Regions from separate parts of the Mus musculus genome. Here region 2 is linked to region 1. The links are chromatin contacts, called in public HiCAR-type maps. All regions are on one chromosome and are shown on one strand. The core of a region is the stretch at or near the end of the contact, and the rest is flanking DNA. Distances in the headings are between cores, read along the strand shown.

What was found. HiCAR-type assays count read pairs that join an accessible place to other places.
Region 2: a HiCAR-type map of kidney shows a contact between it and region 1, with 2.3 times the contacts expected there. The contact joins the enhancer-like site here to the promoter of Mme in region 1. A contact is called at or near these places in 6 of 39 promoter capture datasets (the 3T3-L1 cell line, 3T3-L1-derived adipocytes, liver and 1 more), 10 of 484 Hi-C or Micro-C datasets (the AML12 cell line, Sertoli cells, cardiomyocytes and 5 more), 1 of 115 datasets of contacts at active chromatin or transcription factors (kidney) and 2 of 9 other capture datasets (adipose tissue and pancreatic islet).

Annotation. Positions count from the first base shown.
Region 1 is chr3:63,290,925-63,298,146 of GRCm38.p6, forward strand. It overlaps Mme (membrane metallo endopeptidase), which reads left to right and starts at 4,287. Exons shown (of 23, transcript NM_001357335.1): 1 at 4,287-4,691.
Region 2 is chr3:63,408,811-63,416,032 of GRCm38.p6, forward strand. No RefSeq gene overlaps it. Among named protein-coding and RNA genes, the nearest start is that of Gm34240, 27 kb to the right of the region's middle. Within about 2 kb of position 4,256, at least 35 of the 459 cell types and tissues checked have an H3K27ac peak or open chromatin away from gene starts, as enhancers often do. A contact at or near this core is called in kidney, nephron progenitors and uterus, where this site is marked.

The DNA.
Region 1 (7,222 bases), core at 3,037-5,536:
GTATGATGAATGACTGATATGGGAGGGTCCAGCCCATTGTGCGGGCCACCCCAGTGCTGGTGGTCCAGGGCTGTATAAGATAGTCGGCTGAAAAAGTCATAGGGAGCAAGACAGTAAACAGCACCCTCCATGACCTCTGCATCAACTCCTGCCTCCAGGCTTCTGCTCTATCTGACTTTCTGCTCTGACTTCCTCCAGTAGATGTATAAGCAAACAAACCCTTGTCTCTAGGGAACCTCTCTTGCTATAGAAGAGTTCTGTCTTCTCTGTGTCTTCTTTTAAAGTATCTACCTAAAAACCTAATGAACTTCTCAAAAAAAAAAAAAAAACCCTTCCTAAATCTATGTGTAGTTTTCATTTATTTGTTTCAGTTGTTTAAAGTACAATAATAAATTATTTATATCGGAAATCTTAGCATCTCATTGAAGCATCATACTTTAACATAAATATATGATCAATATTTATAAATATTCCATGGATACTCAAAGAAATGTTCTATAGATTTCCATGGTAGAGTCTTTTAACAGTTTTTTTTTTAAAAGATATTCTCTATATTATTACTGCTTGTGAATCTGGTTCATCAAATATTGAGAAAAGTACATTGAAAATACCCATTACCATCATGAATTATTAATGTCTCTTTTTAGTTCCTATGTAATTTTTTAAAATACCTACTTAAAATGTATGCTTCTGAATATATTCTTGAACCGTACAGTGCTGCAAAAATGACTACATTTGGGTAAGGGTAAATTTTAGGGATTTTTTTTGGCTCATTAGAATATTCTAAACTAGCAATCCTTTAGTTATATGTATATATTTGACTTAACTATTTCTACCACTTTGCATTCACTCATACTGTACCTTTATTTTAAATTATCTCTCCTTTTAATTTGTCTTGTCTTGTCTTGTTTTGTTTTGTTTTTGAGACAGGTTCTCACTATAAACTATATGGACTATGTGGACCAGGTTGACTCTGGGCTCATAGAGCTCAGGCTGCCTCTGCCTCCAGAGTGCTGAGATCAAAGACATGAACCATAACTCCCCACAAGTTATATCTCTTTTAAACAAAGCCAGCTAAATTAATTTTAGTCCTTGTCTTCCAAATGGACACACTGTCCAATTACAGTTACAGCAATGGCTGTATTTATATTATTTTTATCACTGTATCTCTGCATTTTTTGTGTGCATTTTCTAACATGAATTTTTTCACTATATTCTTTTTTAGATTTACTTTTTATTTAATTTTAGTTTTTCATCTCTCCAAGACTTGGGCTTATGCAGTCTATTTTTACCCTTTTATGGCTCCATTAGTAATCTCTATTGTATAAATAATAAAGTCTAAATTTAATATCATTCTCTTCCATTCCAACAACAAAAGGACTTTAGGATCCTGTGGCTCGCACATCACTTTCCCAGTCTTACAGTGGTCCTTTCCGACACCCGTACATTTTACAGGTAGCTTCGCTCAGACTGACCTGTGCCTTCAGAGTGACTTGCATCTCTCTGCTTTTCTCAGCTTTACCGTCCCTTCTCCTGTATGAGATGCTCTATCATTTTGTTTCCATCAGAGCATACTCTTTCTAAGCATTTCTCCGAGAAAAAGTCAAATTCAGATTTGACTTGATCACAAATTGTTGCAGAAAATTTTGTTGCAAACTATAGTTTTGGGGAAAAAAATACTCCTACAGGTTGGCAACAATTTGAAAAGATTTACATTCTCTGGAAATGCTGAAGAAATACATGACTGGCAGTTAAGGTCTGTGCTCAGTGGGGGTGGGGTGGAAAATGGTGGGAGAGAGGGCTTTGTTTGTAGCTCCCCTTTGCATTCTCTACTGTCCAGCTTAATACAGGAATGCTTGGTGTGAGTTTTAACCTGGTTCCAAATGATGCTCCGTATGAGGTCCTCAGGTCATGCAAGCCCCATGAAAAGCTAATTCCAGGTCATTTAGGTCTGGCAAGCCCTCTGAGACATATAGATAGAGCACTTTCATCACACTCGATAGAGAACCTATCATTTTATCACACTCCCACACACCCTGCTGGGGTTCTGGCTTCCCTGGTTCTTTTGGCTTCTGAAATCTTCCTTCACACTGTCCTTAGTTTATTGGTGCAATTGCCCTGAATCTTCAAACATTGTTTATGCAGCATTTGTGTTACAGACAGGGGCTGTTTCTAAGGCTGCATGCAGCATATTGCCATAACAGATACACCCCACTACTGATAACTTGCAGAAGGCCATCAGGATTGCTACTTTCTCCCTCACCCTGATAACTGACCAAGCTGAAGGACCTTGGGCACTTTTGTCAGCTTTTGGTTTCTGTTTACTTACTAGAAGCACCTGAGAGCTCCTTTAAGACCCTTAAAAGAGAAATGATTTCAAAGTTGCATAACCTCCTCAGGGAAAAGACTTAGTATTCTTAACAAAACCTTTATGTTTCTAATGAACTTTAGTGAGATTAAGACTTGTATTAAAGCCGGACCTGGTGGCGCACACCTTTAATCCCAGTACTTGCAGGAGGACCAGGTCAGCCTGGTCTACAAAGTGAGTTCCAGGACAGCCAGGGCTATACAGAGAAACCCTGTCTCAAAAAAACCAAAAAGAAAAAAAAAAAAAAGAAAAAAAAAGGCTTGTATTAAACAAGGTATCTGCCCATACTGCTGCATGTCCAAAGCATAAGCTGAAAATCAAAGTCTGATGATGATTTCAGGGTTTTTACTTCCTTTTGACAAGCATTCTAAATTATTTTTCTAGCAAAATGTTCTTAACAGGAGTGAATATTTGAATTGACTCTCTATAAAAATTTCTCCGACTTGTAATGAGACTGAAATAAAACTATTACATTGTTCTTAACTAGTCTGAAAAGGTTTTTCATTAATGACTCTTTAATTGAGAAAAAAATCAATTTTCAGCTCAAGGTTGATAGCTGTAATAAATAATCGTAACCTAGTTTCTGTTGTTATCAAAACATTCTCCAGGGCTAAGAGTATTGCTCAATGGCTGCTCAAATACTTATCATGCTAAGGCGTTAAGGCCCCAGGTCAACCACCTCCTTTAGGTGAAAGAGATATTCTTGAATCTTGTGGATATGCTAGATAGCCTTAAAAGAGTAATATGTTTAAAACTTTAATGAAAATAAAACAAATCAAATGAGAAACGTTAAGTAGGCTATAGCCACACACATGAGCTTAATTTTTATTTCTAGTTGAAACGTGATTTTTTTTTTGTAATATTCTGACCAAACATTACTATACTAATCAGAAATGCATTAAACTTTTAATGCTAGTGGTTGAATATGGAAAGTTTGAGAACTAGTGCCCTCTCTCCCTTCCTCTCTCTCTCCCTATCTGTATCTATATATACATACACATATTTTCCCAACTCGTTTTATTGTAAAATTTAGATGTTTTGAAAATTTAAGTAAAATATAATAAAAACTAAGCACACCGGTGTTGGGGAGGAAAATCTAGCTTTCTTCCCAAGAGAATTTGAGTAACTCTCTCTTCTGTGCATTGATCCTCTGCAAAACAATCGGAGGCAAGATGACCTGGGTTCAAATTCCATTTGAGATGCTTCCCAGAGTGCTTGCCAAGCTGCCTATGCTTATCAGTGAGAGGTCACACATCTCTGTTAGTCTAGCCATGAGGACAAAGATGTGCTTGTAATACCCACAGAGGAAGAAAGAAGCGTGGGCACTTCCGTTTGAAGGTGTGCGTTGAACTTACGCACATCAATTGAGTTACTTTGTCTTGAAATGTCTTTCCATGATACTCATAATTTCACTAACATACATTTCCTGTTCTTGTCTTAGCTTTTTGTTTGTTTGTTTGTTTGTGTTTCTTTAACCATTAAAAAAAAGCATAAAGTTGGTTAGGGCAAAGGAGTAAGGCATTTTAATGCTCAAAGATCGTTTCAAGTTCAAGTCCTGTGAGCATGCTCGCACTTATGGAGCATGTGTGGTGTTCAAAACTTGTGATTCCAAACAGGAGAAGGATTAGTATTCCAACTCTATATGTACTTGACATTGAATGACTACATTGAAATCCTGGGGCAGGGGTGGGGGCGGGGCAGAAAAGTTTAGCCTTTCTGAGTTCTTTGGTTACAATAGCGGCTAAAGGTAATTTCCATGAAATACTTGCCTCTGCACAAAGACAAACTTCTATCTTTGACAAATTCAATGCCTTAAGTTTAAGAGAAAGAGACACACATAGACTGGGGGGGGGGGGAGGAGAGGAGGGAAGGATGAAGAAAAGAAGACATTGAAAAGAAGGGAAGGAGAGTGAAGGACGAGGGAAAACGGAGAGAGCAAGAGTATGTGAGAGAGAAGCATTCTGGTCTTAGTCAGTTAGAGAATGAGAGCCTGCAATCAGCACTACACAATCCCAGAGAGACAGTGTATTGTTGTCTTGAAAGCCACAAAGCTAAACAATTCCAAGAATGTCTGGCGAAGCCCTTTTGGGAAGGGCAAGGTGGGGGACGAACTGGGAGAGGGAGCCCCCTCCGCCCCTTTACACGGTGTGACAGGATTTGGGAGACCTGGCGGAAACCTTCAGGTCACCCAGGGAACTGCTCTCGCGGCTGGTCCTGTGCGGCGAGGCGGGGGGTGAGCGCGAGGCGCGCAGGGCGCGGAGATGTGCAAGTGGAGGAGCTGGACGGAGTGCAGGCGTAAGCTGCAGAGCGGCTAAGGCGAGGGGTGAGTCTCGGGGTGAGGGTCCAAGGAATGCGGGCTTCCCGGGCGCTCACCCGCCCGGAGCCCGAGTGGGGCCTGGAACCTCCCGGGACTCTGGCTTCGTCCCCCTCCGCGCGCTCGGCGCCGGGGCGCACCCTGGGGACCGCACAGAGCGGTGGGCGCTCGCCCGGGCTGGGGGCTACTTTGCCTGCGGCCGCCCTGGCCGGTGCGCTCATTGGTCGGGATGTGTCTGCTCAGTCGCCTCCAACTTCTCCCCAATCCCACTGGTGAGTCACCGGAGAGCGAACAACCGGGCACCGGGAGCGGGGCACCAGTGTCCCCGGGGCGCCGGGAGTCGGTGGGACGGGCAACAGGAGGACAGAGCGGGCGGGGGCCGGGACGCGCTAAGCAAGGGCAGAGGCCGAGGTCCCGCGCGCAGCGGGCTCCTGGTGCCTGGTCGCCGCGGGAGGAGGAGGCGTGTCCTGGGCGGGAGCCGCCACTGGGACCTGAGAATGTGGGGAGGGGAAGGGGCCGAGAAGGCGACCTGGAGGAGGACCCTGGGAGTGATGTCAGGTCACCTCCAGGTTCATTTTCATAGCTTCCTGCAGCCTCCGCCCAGGAGTTCTGTTTGGTGACCGAGAGCAGCGCTGCCAAATTGCACCGGGGTTCATTTGGGGGCTGGGAATTGGCCATTCCGCTGTACAGACACTGTTTTTATTTTAAAAAACAAGGTTTGTTTTCATTTTAGTTTCTATCGGATTCTCTCCTCAATTAACTCACTTTCCTAGTTTTAAATTTTCTTAACCTAAATGTCTTTTCACAATCCCACCTCTTCATCGTGCTTCGAACCTTGGCTTCCTATTATATAATTCATGCTTAAATCTGCCAAAGGGTTGGCTGGCGCGGGGTGGGGGTGTTCTTTAGTAGATGGAAGTTTTTAAAGACCCTTTCTTACTTAACCTATCCTGATCTATTTATACTCTTTAAAAATGAGAGTAACTATAAACCGGTATTCCTCTGAGCCTCTCGGTCAAGTCTATTCCATGCCCATAAGCGGCTCACATGGATTTTATTAAACTGAAAACTAGTAACTGACTTGCAGCGCCAGCTTTTGGAAGCTGCTCTGCTATCGGCAGATTGGCGCTGAGGGAGTGTAGCTGCACGCCCTTGGATTTTTTCTTCTTTCGTTCAAGCTCTCAAAAATATTTGTTGTGTTTTGGACTTGATTTTTTGTTGTTGTTGTTGTTGTTTTGTTTGTCTTGGGTTGTACTCTAGAGCAATGTGGATGGGACTTTTCATGTCAAAACTCACTTCAGGCCGGGGGAAATACCTACTAGTTAATGTGGCAGGATGGTGTGGGGGTGGGGGTGGGGGTCAAGCGGTCTTCTGAATACTACTACTTCAGCTTCCACAGACACAATCTAATTATGAAGCTGACTTCTTCCTACTCTGCCTTAATTTCCACTAATGCAAAACTGTAACTCCAAAGCACCACCACAGGGACTTACAGACGTGTATTGTTGCAGTATCACAATGTGCCCCGAGTATGAAAATTGCTTCGCTCCACCTTTCTCTTTAACCGATCAGTTATCTTCCAGGTTTCATAATTTGACGTTTGCTGATGCTGATGCTTTGAAATGTATCTTATACCCAAGCAAAAATAGCATTGCGTTCTTTTGCTGATGTTGCCAAGTTGAAGTTTGTGGAGTTTCTGTTTAGTCTGAACTCCAGATTCTGTGTTCTCTTATTGTCTGTGTTGGCATTTGTTTTTTTAGTTTAAGAGATTTAACAAATTTCCAGTTCAGGTGAAATATTTTAAGAACCTAGGTATGCGTTTGCTTATCCTATTGCAAGCATTGACTTTGTACTGTGTTTTGTATTCTGATTTGTCTGTCTCCGCATCACCGATCTTTTAAAGGTGTTTGGGTGTGGTTAGATTGGAGCTTTAGGTACCTGAAGATTTGTGATGTGTTCCATCTTGAGGTGTTCTGGCTTAGATATTCTTATTAAAAGATAATGAATCATCTATAATTAAGTGGAAATGAAGGACACAGATAATAAGGAGGTTACTATCGCAGCATTTCTGCTTTTGACCAATATCAAAAAAGTAGTACTAAGAGAAAAAAGGACTTCTAAAGAATTGAAAAATCTTTACAAGAAAGGTTGATGAACGAAATTTTGATTCAAAAATTATTTCCTTTGATACAGGTAAGAGGACTAAATAGTTTGCCTATAATATACTGTTTGTTTCCCTGTAGAGATTCCTACAGACTTAGATAGTTAAGTGTAAAGAATCCAGCTACCCTGTCATCCTGCTCAAGGATAAAGAGGGAATCAGGAAGCAGTAACCCAGAACTGAGAAATGCCCGCCTACCAGCTTTCCCTCACCAAGAAGCTTGGTGGCGCCAGAGAGCACTTTGACTTAAGCAGATCTGACCGCCAAGCTTGACTTTACAGACTCACTAGATCTGACTGAGGCTTCTAGAAAGGACAAAAACAAAAATAAACGACGACAACATCAACAAGAAGAAGACAAAACAAACATTAAAAGGCAG
Region 2 (7,222 bases), core at 3,006-5,505, 120 kb after region 1:
TTGTGTCATTTCTCTCAGTGCTTAATGTCTTCCTCACTACTCTGTTGCTCTCAACTGCCATCATCACTAAATCATCAGTCTTTAATTCCTCGGACTTTACCTTCTAATATGTCTTGTATCATTTATCTTCCTTTTCCCTTATCAAAGCTCATTTTGCTTATGTTGCTGGAATATCTTTTCATTATCCAACCTTGTTCCTCTTAACCTGTTGAGTACATACCAACCCTGAATATGACCCGTGGGGTACCTCAGGATAAAGTGCACATAGCACATTATTTTATTTACCCCTTCTGAATAATATCTTTTCAGCCACATCTTTATTTAACCTTTTTATGCGTATCATTCCCCCACAACAGCACCTAACTCTGCTTCACTATCATTGCATTCCCCTAAATAAAATGAAATGGGAAGTGAACCTGTGTCTCATGCAAACAGTCAGGTCAGCAATAAAATAAAGGAGAAAATAGTAAAAATCAAAACCTAGGATTCTGCAGTTCCTTAAATGACCCGAGTCTCCTGAAGGGAAATTGTGGGCAGGTTTTATTGTTCAAGAAATTCACAGCTTGTTCATCTTATCCCATCTTCCACACTGATACCTCAACTAAAAATTTTTTCTAGATCTGGTTCATCTTCCAGAAATCCGTGTTTAAATCACTGTCCTACCCTCTCTCTTTACATTTGTGTATCTGTCACCCTCAGGATCTCAGTCATACTTCCTCACTACTTTTCAGTCCTTCAGAACGTTTCACTTTTAAACTTTTCCTTTTATGAAGCTCAGTTTGTGCTAAAATGTTGATGTAAGCAGTCAAATACTCTGAATAAAATACTTAAACTTTCAAGCTTTTATTTTTCCCCATTACACACCAACACCCCACCATGGAAGAAGACAATTGGCTATATGCCATTGAGGCCCACCATTGTACAAGAAAATTGTGTATATATTTCTATCATCTGTGGTTGTGGAAAACACTGGACAGACCCAATTTCTCTCTCTCTCTCTCTCTCTCTCTCTCTCTCTTTCTTCTTCTTCTTCTTCTTCTTCTTCTTCTTCTTCTTCTTCTTCTTCTTCTTCTTCTTCTTCTTCTTTTTCTTCTTCTTCCTCCTTCTCATCCTCTTTCTCCTTCTCCTCCTCCTCCTCTTCTTATTCCTCCTGTCTGTGGATCAAGATATAAAACTCTCAGCTACTGCTCCAGTGCCATGCCTGTCTTCTTCCTACCATGATGATCATGAATTGATCCTCTAAACCTGTAAACAAGCCCACAGTTGAATAGTTGAATTTCTTTTTTTTTTTAATATTAGAGTTGCCTTGACCATGGTGTCAACTAAAACTCAATGCAGTTCACAGCAATAGAGCAGTAAATTAGACACCGTCTACTAAAGACAAATGGAAATGTGCATACCAATGAGATGACTGCTTATTCATTAATACATAAAGAGATAAGTATTAGCTTAATATTAGTTACAAGACATGAAGCATCATAATTTTCCAGAACCTAATCATCAATTCTGAGAATTCTGCTTTGCATAAATACAAAGTGACAGAATCAGGATTGGAGTCATTAAAAAAATATTCGAAATTCTGTCCTAATCCCAAGTCAAAATTCCTTTAGCAGCAGTTTATGAAACTCAAGTCAGCACCTGAAACAGCAATTTTACAAATCAATTATAGCACAATACAATGTAAAGACATAATAATTTGACACTTTAATGCTAAGGAACAATAGTATGAAAATATTAGGTCACTGTTTCCATATAAAAAGATTATGTTTCCATAAGAACAGAAACTTTTGCAGGTACAGTACAGTAAAGCACTGCAGTTCCTAACATATAATACTCTTGGAACTTGCTTTTGTTTTCCAGCCCTCATCCCCATGGCATGGAGAGGTGATGCACACAGCTAAAAATGGGAAAGTTATATTTATCAGCAAGCCAGCAGGGAAGTCACCAAGTATAACAAGGGTATGCCAAAACACCCTGATTCATTTTGCATTTGATTTTGAAAAAAATTTTAGTCATCATGCATTCCAAACCCTTTATTGCTACTAAAATTTTCACAACCCCGGCACTCATTCTATGATACCATGTAGACCCTGATCCACACTTTTAAGAAGCCAGGGTCTAAAGCCCTATGCTAGTCTTATGGCTTTTATATCTGCTTCATTAATTCAAATTCTTTAGGTTGTTTTCCAACAAGTTTCATCTGACAGGAGTTGCACCCCATTCTCAGGTCTCTTCTGCTACCATGGAGATTCCCTGTCTCCCCAGAATACACCCCGAGTAGAGCTAAAAATAACCTGGAAGCATAGAAAAATTCTGTGGTCCCAGCATCATCCCAGACCATTTAATTCAAATATATTGTCATGTTCCTGTATTCATGGGCAGCTGTGCGTGAGTCATTGTCTGCCCAAGCTCTTTCGGTTTGCTTCCGTATTGGTGACTACCTTCCCCAGAAGCTTCAAGGATAGCTGTCCTTTCTCTTAGTCTTAGAACTTTCCAAGTTACCAAGTTCAAACAGAATTTTTTCTCTCTCCCTCCAAAATGTCAAGGCATTCCTCCATTGTGGTTTAGCTGAACACTGCTGTAGAGATACATGAAGCCATTCTGTTCTGTGTTTTATTGCTATGAACTGCTTTTCTCAAAAGGTGTCCATAGGATCTCCCATTAGTTTCTATATTCTGAGAGCTTTTCATAATTGCTCTGGCCTCAAACTATCTTCATTCATTTTTTTTTCATGCATTTACAGCCTCATCTAGTTTTGTGAACCAAATCTTTTATTTCAGAGAAACTTTCTTAAACACTCCCACTCATGGCTTCCTTCATTTGTGCTTGTTCTTTTCTTCTTAAACTCACACATTTTGAAGAGCAGATGCTCATACCTTTGGTTTTTTTCTAGTCTACTTTCAATTATTTTGGGTCATAGGACATGCTGGATAGCTATCCTTGCTCTAATTTGAATGTTGCAACCCTGATCCTGGATGCCTCAGAATGGGACTAGGGTTTTTACAAAGATAAGAAGTGAAATAGGTCATTAAGGGGGCACACTAGCCCAATAAGTCTAATATTTTGATTAAAAAAAAACTGATTTGGGCACAGGAACACATAGAGGAAGACAGAGTGTGACCAGGGAGATGGCCACCCACAGACCTCAGAATATCCTAGTCACATTGGTTCCTAAAGCACAGACTTCCAGAGTCTGAGAAATTTGTGTTCCTTGGGCCACCCAGACTGTGATATTTTATTCTTGCTCCCTGGTGAGAGAACACAGTCTGCTTTATAGGAGATTTTCTCAATTCTATTTTCCAACAACTATCAAGGAATTTTTGAAATAAATATTTGCTATCACATTTTATGTTTTAAAGACTCCTCTTTTGTTCCCTAAATGATCCATTTGTTCATGCTTCAAGGACACAGTATCTTTTCCTCTTCCCCTGAGGACATGGTAGTTTTCGTTTCCAGGTTTACATGTTTATGCAGTTTACCTACTGTATGGGCGTCTTTATCTTTCAGACTGGGGGTTCTCTTAGTTATCTGTTTGCTCATATTTATGAGTAAGGCAATAAAAGGGTAGACTTGAAGTTTGTGGGTGCTCAATGGGGTTTGTTGACTGATCTCATGCCCTTTGATCCTTAACTCAAAGGTTCAAAACTGTGCTTGTAGACTGAGTCTGACATGAATGTGTCTGTATTTTGTTTTGTTTTTCTTTGGATCCGTGGTGCCTTTAAACTGGTATGTTGTTTTTTAATTACCCACAAACCTCGCTCCTCTTGTTTGATTTGAGCAGCTTATAAGTTTGAAATTAATACCTACCTCTTCATTGAAACCAGTGAATTTCTTGAACATAAGTTTGAAGTCACTGCCTCTGGGATAAGTTCCATAACACTCACAGCTGGAGTCCAACTCTGCCTCCTTGGATATCAAGTTTCACTCCCCTTTCAGTGCCTCTGCCTGTTTTCCTGTGGTAGCAGACTTTTGATGTATATGTGGAAATCCCCATGAAAATGCTCACACAGAGGAGACAGGGATTGGGGCAGATTAGTAAGAAAATACATATTGAAAACCTCAACATTTAAAGGGACAGGAGTTCAAGCAAGGACGGAGATTATAATTTGATCTTCGTCAATCTAGAATGTTGAGTATTTGATGGTCAAAAATCATTAACCGTAGTTCTTCCTCTCAATGTAAATACCATGTCATGCAATGTGGCTTTAATAGACTTCCAGATGATTACAGAGACTATCATTTGTTTCTTGCGATGGAACATTTTTCAAGCAGAGACAAAAAGGAAATAAAAAAATAGAAGCCAAGACATATTTAAGGGAAAGAGGAAGTTTCTGTGCATATACATTAATTTGAATCACATGACCTTTTAGAAGTCAGCCTGCTAAAGCATTCATCTGGGCATATCTGCCAAGGTGTCCGTGAGCAATAAATTATTTGTAGCAAAAGTTGTCAGAGCAGTTTTCAAAAGTCTGAGTCCTTGGGATGTTTGCTGCATTTGGTCCACTTTGGTTGTTATTGCAAAGTGCCCCTCATGATCAACAGCACCTGGACTTCTATCTGCTTATTTCTGGGAACACGAGCTCTGGGAGCACAACCTAACATGCTACCCTTGTAGCATCCCATCTATGAGGGAACTATTTCCTTTCTCCTCCTTATTCAGCTACACATGCTGGCCCTATTAAACACGATTAGCTAACTCTTTGTTCCTATTAATCTTTCACTCCCACGATGATTTGAGCACTGTGGGTTTTTAATTATTAAGAGAGCCCTGGGAGTTGCCAAATATAGACTCATTCATGTGAACAGTAAACAAACTATGTTTGGATTCTCACAAATTTATGAGGCTTGAAAGACCTTGGAAAACCAGATGGATTTCAAGAGCTCTGTCTCCAACTATTCCAAATTGACACTAAGAATGAGGGGCAGACAGTGGAGTAGACAGCCATCAGGCAACTGTTCCATGCAAACTGGAGCCCAAGGGGATATTTATCTTTGCTATAAAAGCCCTATCTGTGAAATGGGCAAAATAATTGCATGTACTTCGGAAAGCTTTTGTGAAGGCCAGTTGAGATAATTTATTTGGCACACCTTAACAAGAACAGCAAGGTTAAAGCCTGGCATCACATGAACTCATGAAAGAACAATTGTTCATTATTTAAGAAACTAGTTAGACCTTCACAGCTGCCAACTATGATGCTAAAATAAACGAGTTGAATTATACTAGAAGTACTCAGAATGTGTATCTGTATCAATGATTTTTAATATGATACTTGAGAACAATTATAAAAATGTAAGCTTACAGATTCTAATTTTTATTACTGTAGAAACAACTTTAAAAGTAAAGTAATGAAGTCCTGGATTCAAACCAGTTTTTCCAGAATTTTTAGGGGTAGGAAAGATGGCCTAGTGGGCAGACCCTCTTGCTGCCACTCCTAGTAAGCCCAGTTTGATCTTTGGAACCCACATAGTTTGAAGGAGAGAACTGATTCCCTCAAATTGACAGGTACCTCCACATGCATGTTGTGGTACATGCGCACCCACCTACATACGTGCATGTACAATATAATTACATAAAATGTAATTTAAAAAAATCTTTAGGTTGAATGAGAAACTTTAATTTGATGGGTTCTGAATTAAGTACTGTATCCTTATCAACCATGTGCTTCAAGGCTGTATGCAGCAGAATCCACACTCTGCTAGTAAAGACGAAGGCCATGGAAGAAAGACACAAACTACATAAAACAAATAATCCAAAGGAGATTTGCATCACCATTTTAATTTTTATTTTCTGGGTCAAAATAAACAAAGTGTTTTTCAGACAGGATTTTTTAAATAAAATCTTTGTTGTTTTACTTTCCACAAGGTCATTTTCTTTGGTCCAAATCAGTGGAAAGTTGATATAGTCAACATATCAGTTATTGCTGTTTTTTCTAAGTCATTGTATAAACTGTCTGATTTAAAAATCTATGGTTGAAAAGATAACTCATGGGTAAAGGTTCTTGCCAGCAAGCCTGTCAATCCAAGTGCCAGCTCCAGGACTGAAGGAGAAAACTGATTCCTGAAAGTTGTGCCCTGGCCTCCTGCCCCATGTACATGTGCACGTGCGCACAGACACACACACACACACACACACACACACACACACACACACACACACACACACACACACACAATAAATGAATTATTCTATTTTTTCTTTCTATCTTTCTATCTTTCTATCTTTCTATCTTTCTATCTATCTATCTATCTATCTATCTATCTATCTATCTATCTATCTATCTATCTATCTATCTTGAGAGATTAGCCCAGGAGAGATGATTGAGTAATAAAAAGAGTTAAGATCATAAGTTGCTCTTCCAGAAGATCCAGGCTCAATTTCCAGCACCCACATGGCAGCACCATCATCTGCAACATCTGTATCTCCAGTTCCAGATGAGCCAGTGTTCTCTTCTAGTCTCTGTGGATGCTGCACACATATGGTGCACAAATATATTCAGGCAAAAATAATCATACATAAAATAAAAACAACTTCTTAAAAATGAATGTACATTAGCCTTTCTCTAATCATCATCTATAGATCACTTATTCTGGATATTAATTAATATATCACAAGAAACTTAACCAACAAAAATAAATTTGAAGCATGGGGCTCATTTTATTATATATATTATATTGAATAGATATTCAATATATGTATTTGAATGAACACTAGAATATAAAAACTCTATGCCATCCTATAATACAATGAAGAAAGTTATTTTAATTTCCTAAACTCAGACATTTCCACAATCACTTGAGCTTGGAATCCATAACATTTCCACAATCACTTGAGCTTGGAATCCATATTCACAGCACAATTTTTTTTTTTTTGATTATTCAAGTCAGGGTTTCTCTGTGTAGCCCTGGCTGTCCTGGAACTCACTCTATAGACCGGGCTGGCCTCAAACTCAGAAATCCGCCTGCCTCTGCCTCCCAAGTGCTGGGACTAAAGGTGTGCACCACCACCACCCGGCTCACAGCACAATTTTACTATCTTTAAAAAGTGCAGTGAATGGAATTGCTGTCTGGAGACACATGATTTACATGTGGTTCGGGTCCGTCTGACATGTTAAAACAAAGTTAGTACTACCAGGGCATGTAAACCAATGGAACAGAGTGGATGACTCAAAAGTAAACCTGTAAGATTCTACAAGATACAGGCAGAGACAATACTTCCTGCACA